Linked DNA regions of Triticum aestivum: region 1 is linked to region 2. Evidence: chromatin contacts called from public Hi-C data. All regions are on one chromosome and are shown on one strand. Each heading gives the region's core, a stretch centred on a gene start, on an enhancer-like site or on the middle of the called end of the contact. The rest is flanking DNA. Distances are from core to core; before and after follow the strand shown.

What was found. A called contact is a pair of places that touch in the nucleus more often than the background predicts.
Region 1: a contact with region 2 is called in a Hi-C map of leaf, with 4 times the contacts expected there. The contact joins the promoter of LOC123097594 here to the promoter of LOC123097592 in region 2. A contact is called at or near these places in 3 of 5 Hi-C or Micro-C datasets (all in leaf).

Annotation. Positions count from the first base shown.
Region 1 is chr4D:306,219,146-306,224,983 of IWGSC CS RefSeq v2.1, forward strand. It overlaps LOC123097594 (phospholipid-transporting ATPase 1), which reads left to right and starts at 3,229. Exons shown (of 7, transcript XM_044519375.1): 1 at 3,229-5,131. The coding sequence starts at 3,490.
Region 2 is chr4D:305,392,106-305,398,221 of IWGSC CS RefSeq v2.1, forward strand. It overlaps LOC123097592 (NAC domain-containing protein 92), which reads left to right and starts at 3,025. Exons shown (of 3, transcript XM_044519374.1): 1 at 3,025-3,380; 2 at 3,497-3,774; 3 at 3,877-4,919. The coding sequence starts at 3,173. The coding sequence ends at 4,419.

The DNA.
Region 1 (5,838 bases), core at 1,979-4,478, 830 kb after region 2:
TTGCATCTTGGCTGACCAGTTCTGCAAATATAAAACAAGATGATTCATCAAAATCTGTCTCACCTTACAGGAAAAGAGGAATATGAACATGAGTGTTAAGACACTTACCGGTGGGGCTTTGTAGCCGACCTCGAAGCCAAGGTCCTCCCCTTCCTTAGGGATCTTGTCCTTGGCCAACTTGAAGAGTCGTGTCCACATGCCGGCCAAGTTGGAGCGGAAGAAGTTGAGGACGGGCCCCACTTCCTCGTATTTATGCTCCCACATCAGGGTGGCCCGGAGTTGGAGTGGGAGAATGCGGCGGTGAAGCATGACGTTGACTACGTCGGCGAGCTGGAGGTCCTTCTTGGTAGACCACCACTTGATCTTCTTGATCAGTGTCTCCACCTCCTTTGGGTTCCCCCAGATGACGCCCTTCTCCTTCCAGGACTTGAGCTTCCTTGGGGGCCCGGCCCAAAAGGCCAGGACTTCGGTTTGGCCGGGGGCAAGCGGCTTAGTGATATAAAACCACTCACGCTGCCATTCCTTGACTGTCTCGTTGAAGGTGCCTTTGAACGAGTCGGCATTCTGGTTTTGCTAACCATGGCCCCATCCGCACTCCGCCATATCGGAGCCGCTGGACTTCAGCTTGATGCCGAAGATCTTCAGCCACAGGCTGAAGTGCGGCTTGATACGGTGGAAGGCCTCACAGACCGTGATGAAGGAGGTGAGGTGGAGAATGGAGTTCGGCGCCATGTGGTGGAAGTCGAGCCCGCAGTAAAACGTCATCTCGCACATGAACGGGTGCAGCAGGAACCCTAGGCCTCGGATGAGGTGGGGAACGAAGACTACCCGCTCCCCTGGGTTTGGAGCGGGCACCTGCCGGTCGGTGCCAGGAGCGCGGGCACCAATGTTGGCAGGGAGGTATCCCGCACTACGCAGCTCCAAGATGGTGTCATCTGTCACGGTGGACCCACCCTAGTGCCCTTTGAGGGTGTCGGCCATGGTGGGGTGAGGAAAGCTTGGATGCGATTAAGGAAGAGAGCGAGATTGGATCTGGGTGCTAGAGCTTGAGAAGGCAGCTGGCGGGGGAAATGAGAGCGTGCTTTTTTGCGCTGTTGATTTCTTACTCTTATAGGCTAATGAGAGGCCAAGAGTCCCCCATTTGCTACGTCGATAAAAATGCCACTCCCCCCGAAAGATGCCGTTGTGCGTATGGGGGGAAACAAAATCTTGATGATATCCCTAAGAAAACGGGCACGATCTCCGCCTTGATGGGACGCGCCAGTAAAAAGGCCGCCTCGGGCCATGATTTGGGGTAAGCAGTAACTGCCTGACCCGTTGTGGGATGCGCCGCTTCGATATAGTTGTCATACTAGGTGGCACTATTCACACCTACGTGGTCGGCCTTCGAGGCTAAGTTACCCCTACTCTTTGGGCAAGGTGTGAGCTCGGCTAGGTCTTGTTTATAAGACACCACTCCTATAAAGGGCGGTTCGGGAGTCTTGAAGTCACAAAGGGAACTCGTCTGTCAAGCCAAGGACTTCGGATCCGAGGTTGTGTTCATCAAGGGAATCTTCCTCGGCATAGAAGACCAGTCCGGGGGCTACTGATGGCGTCCTGGACTAGGGGGTACTAACCTAGTCGGCCCATACTCCTCGGGTTGGGCTGATGTGCCCTCATTCTTCTCAAGATGGACTCCAGAAGCTGCACACTAGAGGCATGGCCGAGACTGCATCAACCGAAGACTTGTCATATACTCCAAGACTTTCCTGCCGCCTCCACGCCAAGATGCCGACCTTGTAGCCCTAGATACCCTACCTGACGTGTATATAAGCCATAGGGTCTAGCCCGCGGACGGGACATCAGCGCAATCTCATTCACCTAGCTCTAGGGTTAGAACACATCTTATGATCTCGAGGTAGATCAACTCTGTACTCGATACATCTATATCAATATAAAAAAGGGCAGGACGTAGGGTTTTACGTCCATCAAGAGGGACCGAACCTGGTTAACATCGTCTCCTTGTTCCTGTTGCCATCCGTCTGAGATCCACAGCTCGGGACCCCCTACCTCGAGGTCTGTTGGTTTTCACACCGACAGCGGTGGTGGGAGGGAAGGGTGGGGGAGCCCACCGTTGCCGGGATCTTGCAAGGAGGCGGCGCCGGCGGCAGGGTAGAAGGGCCTGGTGCTCACCAAGAACACCGAACGAGGAGCGCCAAAGGGGGTGGAGAAGAGTCAGCAGCGATGACGTCGGGGACGCACAGAGCGGGATCGACGTCTTCGCCCGTCTGTGCTGCGGTCCAGGGAGGAGCAGAGTGCACGAGCTGCAACCTCCACTCATCCTGACAACGCAGACGCGCGGACTCCACGGAGGAGCAGCGGCCCGAGCGAGGCCGAGCCTCTCCCGGCAATGGAGGAGAAGGAGGAGCGGCGGGGGAGGGCGGCGAGACTGGAACTGATGGCAGCGGGTGGTTGCGGTCGATGTCAATGGCGGCGGCGGCGCCAAATAGAGATTCGGGGAGTGAGAGAGAGAAGAATGAGAGAAGAGAGACCAAACCCTAGCATCTCCCCCGATTGGGGATGGAGCAGCAAATCGGTGTAAGGCACGTCACAATGGATCACGCGAAATACCACTCGTACCCTCGGCGGGGCATGGAAATTACACACGGTGGCACATGATATTTTCGCCGGAGGGTGCACTATTCGTTGATAGAGTGCTCAGTTTTTATCCGGCGGACAAGATCGATCGGGAGGGGGATCCTACAGCTCAAACGCATCAAGCAAAACGATCCGACGGCCAAAATGCTCTAAGCTCTGAGAGAGCCCAGGTTCCCCTGCAAGTCTTAGTTTTAGAAGTTACTATCACACAGCGCTCTCCAATAAAAGTTGAGTCTACAAGCTAATAAATACTTCTAAGACACTTTACATTACATTATATAAAGATGATAATATAGACTAGTGTCATATGCATGACATTAATTAAGTTACTCTAAGAAAAATCTAACAAAGAAGGTAGCAAAATCCGGGGCCCACGACCGCCCCCTCGTTAACCCCCTGGACTCGGTCCATGCGCATCAGCACCTGACGCCTTCCGGTCCAATCTGAGCACCCGCCGTCCCTGACTATTTTCCATCTCATTTCTGGAAGAGTGGGAGTATTCCGCCGCCCCTGACCATTTTCCATCTGGAAGAGAGGGAGGGAGTATTCCGCAGTCACTCCCTCTGGCCGTCGCACTCGCACTCGCACTCGCAGCAAAGCTTCTCCTCTCCTTCCCCGCGAATTGATAACACAGCTGCAGTCTGCAGACCTACTCCATCATCTCCTTCGAACTCCCCGCCTGTCTCGCGCAAACGACCAAGCGGTCCCTCCAAAACCTTTGGCCGATCTCGTTAACTCCAGTGCAGACAAATCAAGTACTCATCCCTTCTTGTTCCTCGCTTGCCTAAATCCAATCTTTATCAGCTGGGTGCTTTAGTTAGTATACGTACTCTTCGACGTCCGTACACAAGCATGCGGCCAGACGGGAAATTGCCGCCGCCACATCCATCGTTGGCCCCGCTGCCGCAACGGCCGCAGCAAGCGACGGGAACAGACATGGACCCGCACGCCAGGCTGCCGGACCCGGTGCCGTCGCCGATACTGAAGCACTCGCCGTCGATATCGCGCTCGCTGCGGTCGGCGGCAGACACGTCGTCCGTCACCTTCGCGGCCGACTTCCGGTCGCCCTCCAAGCCGGAATCCACCTCGCCGTCCTTCGACAGCTTCCGGACGGCCCGGTCGAGGCCGTCCAGCGTCTCGCGGTCGTCCACCAGGCGATCCGCGTCCGAGCGTGCCGGCTCGCAGCGGGACCTCCGCGACGAGGACGCGCGATTCGTCTACATCAACGACGCGCCGCGCACCAACGCGCCGCCGGCCATGTTCCCGGACAACTCCATCCGCACCTCCAAGTACTCCGTCCTCACCTTCATCCCGCGCAACCTCTACGAGCAGTTCCACAGGGTGGCCTACATCTACTTCCTCATCCTGGCGGTGCTCAACTTCGTGCCGCAACTCCTCGTGCTGTCCAAGGAAGCGGGCGTTCTGCCGCTGGCCTTCGTGCTCGGCGTCACGGCAGTGAAGGACGCGTACGAGGACTGGAGGCGGCACCGGTCAGACAAGAATGAGAACAACCGCACGGCGTCTGTGCTCGCGGACGGCGTGTTCCGGCCGAAGCGGTGGAAGGACATTCAGGTCGGCGACGTGGTGCGTCTCGTGGCTAACGAGACGCTGCCGTGCGACATGGTTCTTGTGTCCACGAGCGACCCCACCGGCGTGGCCTACATCCAGACCATCAACCTCGACGGCGAGTCCAACCTCAAGACGCGCTACGCCAAGCAGGAAACCATGTCCACGCCGCCGGAGGCGCTCGCCGGTGTCATCAAGTGCGAGAAACCCAACCGCAACATCTACGGCTTCCTCGCCACCGTGGACCTCAACGGCCGCCGCGCCATCTCCCTCGGCACCTCCAACGTCATGCTCCGCGGCTGCGAGCTCAAGAATACGGTCTGGGCCATCGGGGTGGCGGTGTACACCGGCCGGGACACCAAGGTCGTGCTCAACAGCTCGGGTGCGCCATCCAAGCGCAGCCGCCTCGAGACGCACATGAACCGCGAAATCATCGCGCTCGCCGTGGCTCTGGTCGTCCTCTGCTCGGTGGTGTCTCTCCTCGCCGGCATCTGGATGGGTGACCATGTCGATCAGCTCGGCATCATCCCCTTTTTCCACAAATACGACTACTCGGGGGCTGCTGCGCACGACGACGGGAGGTACAACTGGTACGGCACGGGCGCGCAGGTGGTGTTCACGTTCATGTCGGCGGTGATCCAGTTCCAGGTGATGATCCCCATCGGGCTCATCATATCCATGGAGCTCATCAGGGTGGGGCAGGCATACTTCATGGTGCAGGACAACCGCATGTTCGACGAGAAGAGCCAGGCCAGGTTCCAATGCCGGGCGCTCAACATCAACGAGGACCTGGGGCAGATCAAGTACGTCTTCTCCGACAAGACCGGCACGCTCACGCAGAATCGGATGGAGTTCCGCTGCGCCAGCGTGCAAGGCCGCGACTTCAGCGAGACCGACGGCGGCGAGGAGGACGGACATGCCGTGCAAGGTAAGCAAATGTTAGTTTTGGTTGAAATTTTCACCAGCGGTAAGCTTGGTTGACTAATCACCGATTTTGAGCGGCGGGGTTGGCATTATCTGACCGTAAGAAAACTAGTAGTACTACTATTCGAAGACATGTCACTCGCCGGTGTGTTGCGTGCTAGGGTGATCGCCATGGTTATTTTGGGTACACGTATGCAGAATTTGAAGTTTCTGCATCCACACGCCGAACTAGAAATGAGCACGCGAGTTCTGCAGCACGCAAGATACAAGCACTGACACATTTCGATAGTTAGATAACCGGTGAAAAGAAAGAACATCTTTTGATGGTTACATGACAAGTACGTGCAATGATACTGTTCATTACTGATTTGTTATGCCACTGATCGAGTCAAACTTTTGAATGAGCTTTCCTCCCCTTTTTAAGCCCAAAAGGCAAAAGCGAGCTGTTCCACTATGCAGAACATTTAAGCTGCCGGGACATAGCTTGTGTGTTGTGTTGTGTTGCCATTTGACTCTTCTAGGTTCTAGTCGAATGACACAACTTCGGGTCACTGATCAGGGTTGACCGCCATCTGGCCCAATAAGCATAGAATTACCGCACGTCAACAACCAACATTCTTTCGGATTTCAATTTGAGACTGACTGGCTGTATCGATAACGATGAATCGTCACCATCCATTTTCCTGGGATGAGAGCCCGACACGACACACT
Region 2 (6,116 bases), core at 1,775-4,274:
ACGAGACAATTAAACACCTCTTTTTCCAATGTAAGTTTGCGCGTTCTACGTGGCCAGCCATCCAAATAGCGTCAAATTTGTATTTGCCCGCAAGTGTTGCCAATATTTTTGGTCATTGGCTGGACGGTATTTCAAATAGGTACAAAACGCAAATATGGGTGGAAGCGTACGCCTTACTATTGTCACTTTGGCTATGTACAAATGATGTTTTTAATGACAAAAAAGCTTCTCCTTTGCAGGTTATTTTTCGTTGTACGCACTCGCTTCGTACGTGGTGTACGCTACAACGAGCGGAGTACCAACGGTTGTTCAAGGTGGTGTGTATGCTGTTGGAGCAGATGGATATGGAGGTTTTTACCCAACATGGATGGCAGCATAATCTCCGGATCGGTCCACCATCTATTTCGACATAGGCATAGTGTCAGTCTATGGACTCTACTGTTGTCGAATTGTCGATCTTTTATCTTTCTGTTTGTCAGACTACCGGTGTTTGGTTGTGTATATCCTTATTATGCAGAGGCCGGGTGATACTCTTAATACTTTGTATTCTTTTGATGCTATATTTTAAGATAAATAAAGCGCCATTTATAAAAAAGCCAGTTTGGGGGTTAGTTGATAGGCTGGACTTTTTTTGTCCAACAGTATTAAGAGCCAAATACTTTCCAGACGGGGATTTGCTTAATGTAAAGATAAAAAAGGCGCTTCCTTTAATTTGCTTGAGTCTATTGGAAGAGGTAAATACATTGAAGCATGATCACATTTGGAGAGTTGACGATGGAGAGAAAATTTATATTTGGTCTGATGCTTGGGTGCCCAATGCAGCTCACAGGAAAATAGTCACCCCTCGTGGACATAACATCATGTCAAAGTTTAAGGATGTTATTTATCTGGTTACAAGGCAGTGGGATGACGAGTTGGTAACTCTGACTTTTTTGGCAAATCGATGTTCAACGTATTTTGTCTATTCCTTTGCCTCTCATGGCAAAGATGACTTCGTGCCATGGAATTTCAATAACATCCATCCAGTGTAAATGTATGCGGGCGATTTGATAATCGGCGTTGGAGATGCCCTTAGGCCAATTCTCTCCTATCTGATTCTCTCACATCCACTCAAGTTAGTAAATAAGACAAACTATCAACGAAAGAGCTTGCCGGTATGCACGGATGATTATCTACACATGGACTGGGTGATGTTTAATCACGCAACCTTTAAACATTAAGCATATCCTTTCTTTAAGCACGGATTTTCTTTTCCATGTAGTGACCCACAAGGGAAATGGTACATTTAGTATTTTATACAGTTTTGCCAAAGCACATCTAGATGTGCCATAAGTATTGCACATTTAAGTCCTATGTCATTAATCTTACGTTAAGATTTGTGTGAATGTGCAATAACTAGAGCACATCTAGATGTGCCCTGGACACACCCTATTTTATAACGGTAATGATAACTGGCGAACATTCGCTCGAAGGGAGGGCCTAGCAAACGCCCGCATAGCCGACTGGTCGTGATCGAACGATGGCAATTTTCTTTGCGAGAAAATGTCTTCAAAAGTGAAACCTAACAACCCCCATAACTAAAGTTGTCACCTTTCGACATCTAAAACTGCCACCCAAATTGTTTGCAAATGCCATCCCGACGAAGGTTTGCTAGCTGTTGAGGTCCTTTAAGAACCATTGCAGTTATTCATTGTTATGTGCTAAAAATAAACTCACCTGAAACACAAACATAGCTCCGTTGATATACCCAATACTAACCCCCTGTTCGGATCCACTCTGCTCCACAGCTGCAACTCCCGGAGCGGAGGGAGCGGCAGTGCAATCGCATGGAGCGGCTCGGATCCAGCTCCTAGCACGGAGCGGAGTTTTGAAACTGGAGAGATACCGAACAGGCCTTAAATGTTCAAAAAGACACTGAAAAATTAAGCAAAAAAATTGGCCACAACGTCGAACACCCGGACTGCAAGAGGTATCACTGCTGTGCAGGGAAATAAAAATCAGCTATGTCTCTATCACGATGTGGAGCAAACAAGGCCACAACAGGAGCGCGTCACCATTTCGCCTTCCTTTTAAAGCGGGAGATGTATACCGCTTGATGAGTGAAAGGTTGAAAACTTTGGGACCGCTCCCCGATGATGGCACCCAGCGTGTCCCGTCCACTTGGGAAAGGGAAACCCTGCTCGGCGAGTCGGATGCTCATCGCTTTTCAGTTGGGCCGCGAGGCAAAGCGCGCGCGTATCTTTGCAGAAAATTGTCGTGGTCGCGGGCTCTCTGGATGGCACGTCGCTCCTGTAATAAACAAACAACCCAAGAAAGTCTCGAACTAAAAAGATGCGGATGAGAAAGCAGAAGGGAACGGGACAACCACGGATCAATATCTGACGTGAACTGGATGTGTGGACTCCGCGAGAGTTACAAATAAGCTGCCATAGCAACCTCTGATCATCCTTTGATTTGAGTGGAAAAAAACTGGATGTGGTTAGTGTTACTAATCTATGTTTCTCGCGTTGTGGCCCAGCGCGGATGGGTTGAATTCTTCTCGCTGCATGTGGGTGTGGGGATATGCCGGTTTCCTTCCAAAGTCAGGTAATGAAACCAACATTAAATCAATGTGTATATATATGAACTACTAGTACTACTGTGGGTTTATATTTAATATAAGAAGAAGTCAGGTTCTGTCCAACGCATGATTGCCGCGTTAGCCGTGATCGGACGTGAATATTCATTCCACGGGACAGGACACCGGCCGGTGGAGGAGGAGAAAATACTCTGAATGTGAGAGAGTTGGGGTTGGGGCCTAAGGAAGAGGATGAATCAAGAGCCATTAAGATTAGGACAAGTAATTAGAGTTGCTTACGGGCCACACCCACAACTGCGCGCGGTAAGAAGTGAAAGACGGGAGGGGTCTTGGCTCGCAAGCCGCCTCCGCACGCGGCACGCCTCTCTCTCTCTCTCTCTCTCTCTCTGGGAGTGACCGCGTGGAGCCTTATATAAGCCGGCCCTCGGTTCCTCCCCCCGGCCCAGTCTCTCTTCCTTGTTCCTAAACCCGCCTCTCTCTCCCTCTTTCACACACGCCTCTCCCTCTTCCTCTCGCTCCTCTCTCTCTCTCTCGGCGTCCATTTCCTCTTCTTCTTGCTAGTTTGCTTCAAAGTTGGGGCACGCGCGCGCGGAGATGTCTGAGGCGTCGGTTTTAAACCAGGCGGAGGTGGAGGACGCGGCGGCGGCGGCCGGGCTGGACCTGCCGCCGGGCTTCCGGTTCCACCCCACGGACGAGGAGATCATCTCGCACTACCTCACCCCCAAGGCGCTCGACCACCGCTTCTGCTCCGGCGTCATCGGCGAGGTCGACCTCAACAAGTGCGAGCCATGGCATCTCCCAGGTACACAACACACCCAAATTAAACTGCTCCTTTGCACTTTCTCTCATCTTGCTTGATCCCAGCCCCACCGGCCGCGGGAATCTTGCCTTACTTACTCGCGTGTTTCGTCCGGACAGGCAAGGCGAAGATGGGAGAGAAGGAGTGGTACTTCTTTTGCCACAAAGACCGCAAGTACCCGACGGGGACGAGGACGAACCGCGCCACCGAGAGCGGCTACTGGAAGGCCACCGGCAAGGACAAGGAGATCTTCCGGGGGAGGGGCGTCCTTGTCGGAATGAAGAAGACGCTCGTCTTCTACCTAGGCCGCGCCCCCCGCGGCGAGAAGACCGGCTGGGTCATGCACGAGTTCCGCCTCGAGGGCAAGCTCCCCCACCCGCTCCCGCGCTCCGCCAAGGTTTGCTTTCGCTCCTTCCGGATTCATTATTAAGTATTTCTCTCCTTAATTTCTTTCTGGGTTCATACATGATTTGCTAAATATGATATGATTTGCGTGCAGGACGAGTGGGCCGTGTCCAAGGTGTTCAACAAAGAGCTCACGGCCACCAACGGGGCAATGGCAGCGGCGGAGGCCGGGATCGAGCGAGTCAGCTCCTTCGGCTTCATCGGTGACTTCCTTGACTCTGGGGAGCTGCCGCCCCTCATGGACCCTCCCTTGGGCGGCGACGTCGACGAAGTCATCGATTTCAAGTCCACCTCTGCCTACGCCACCGGTGCCCATTCCGGGCTGCAGGTTAAGATGGAACAGCACATGCCGCAGCAGCCGCCGCACATGATGTACTCGAGCCCGTACTTCTCTCTGCCGGCCGCTAACTCCGGCGACATGTCGCCGGCGATCCGGAGGTACTGCAAGGCGGAGCAGGTCTCGGGGCAGACGTCTGCGCTCAGCCCGTCACGCGAGACCGGGCTGAGCACCGACCCCAACGCCGCCGGTTGCGCGGAGATCTCGTCGGCGGCGACACCGTCGTCTCAGAATCAAGACTTCCTTGACCAATTCGACGAGTACCCCGCCCTGAACCTCGCCGACATTTGGAAGTACTGAAGCCGGCCGGAGCTGCACCTACCACATCCACATGATTCTCGCTCGATCGGTTCTGGCTCGTTGATTAATTACTGAATTGGATTACTTAACTTGGTGTGTGATGCTGGTTAGTGGTTTGCTGATGCAGCATCATCTTCTTTCCGGAGGATTCTCGGGTGGGATCAGGTTACTATCCAGACAGACAGACAGACCTCCAGGGATTAGCTAGCTATAGGCTTCCTTAATTATGTTAATTAAATTAATTAGTCCTAGGTTCATATCTTGATCTGTGTGTACATATCACTACAACTATTCTGATTGTGATTAATTACTAGCAGTAGCAGCATGAGATGGAGTATACAATTAATGTGTGTAGATTAGGGGGGACGACTTCAGATCCATTTGTGAATCGATTAATTTGGGCGCCGTTGATGAGCCAGCCAGCTAGCGCTACTAGCTTTGTATGTACATGTACCACCATTGATCATTAATTGCTTGAGTTTGACATGTCACTATGTGAATGGATGCTTTGTGTTCTCTCTGTACCGCTTTAAGCTTGTTAATTAATCGCTGGGTTACTCCTTTGTGGGCGCAACTCGACGAGACGAGAGGCACTAGTACCAGTTCTGGTGCTGCTCATGGGGACCTTCCGAAATCTAGCAAGGGGAGATATGGGTGGATCATGGTTTTGGGCCGACGGATGGGGCCACCGCGGGCTTGGTTGGATCGTCCGATTATTCCCGGACCACGTCGTGGTCATGGCGTCCAGTTGGTGAACTCGACACACATAGACGTACTCCTGCTAGGCGCCGAGGTAGGCTACGTACAAGCTGCAGCCTTATCTCGTTTCGGAAAACCCTCGGCCCGCCCCGGCTCTCTCGTGTCTCCAAGGCTCCAAGCGATCAACCAACCCCAGCTCGACGCGGGGTGGGGGGGGGGGGGGGGGGGGGGGCGAAAACTTGTCGCTCACACACACGGCGGCCGACGGCGACGAGCGGGACGGGACGGGCCAGCCGCTCGCTCGCCCTCGATTTTGCGTGCGCGCACAGCACACACAGACACATACAGAGGTGAGGCGCGCCGGGAACCACTTGCTTTCCGGTGGACGCAAGCCGTGGCGAGTTTCGCGGCGATCTATTCGCTGTTCCCACGCGCTCGCTTCCTTCGTGCATCAAAACCCGGCCAAGACGAAGGCGGTGCAGCAAGGAAAAGGATGCGAGGATCAGCAGGAATCTTCCATCCATTCCTTTTTCTTTCTAGTGAAACAATCATTCATCCATTCATTCATTCAGAGTAGTGCTGCTGCGACACATGGAAATATTTATTCAAATTTAGAGTAGTACTAGTAGTTTATTACGGACGTCCGCTTGGCGAATATTCTGGGTTGCCCCTTAAAAAACAAGGAAAGGCTAAGCTAGACTCATGAAAACTAATATCGTGGGTGGGTCCTTGGGCTCCCGGAACTCGGATTGGATCATTAGCTGTCCAAGTCGCAGAGGCGCAGTGACGTCACAACTTTAGGCTCCACCGCCAGTGGCACCTTTTCTCCTTCTCCCTCCCCTTGCTATAGTTATAGGTTAGCCAACAAGTTGTTTAACTCCTCGTCAATTATCGCAGGGAGGAAGAGGGAGGTCTAAGACTAGCCACAGTGGGAGTAACTTCAGCAGTAACTTCAAGTCCAACTCAGCAAATTTGTCTATGTGGCAATGAGTTAATGA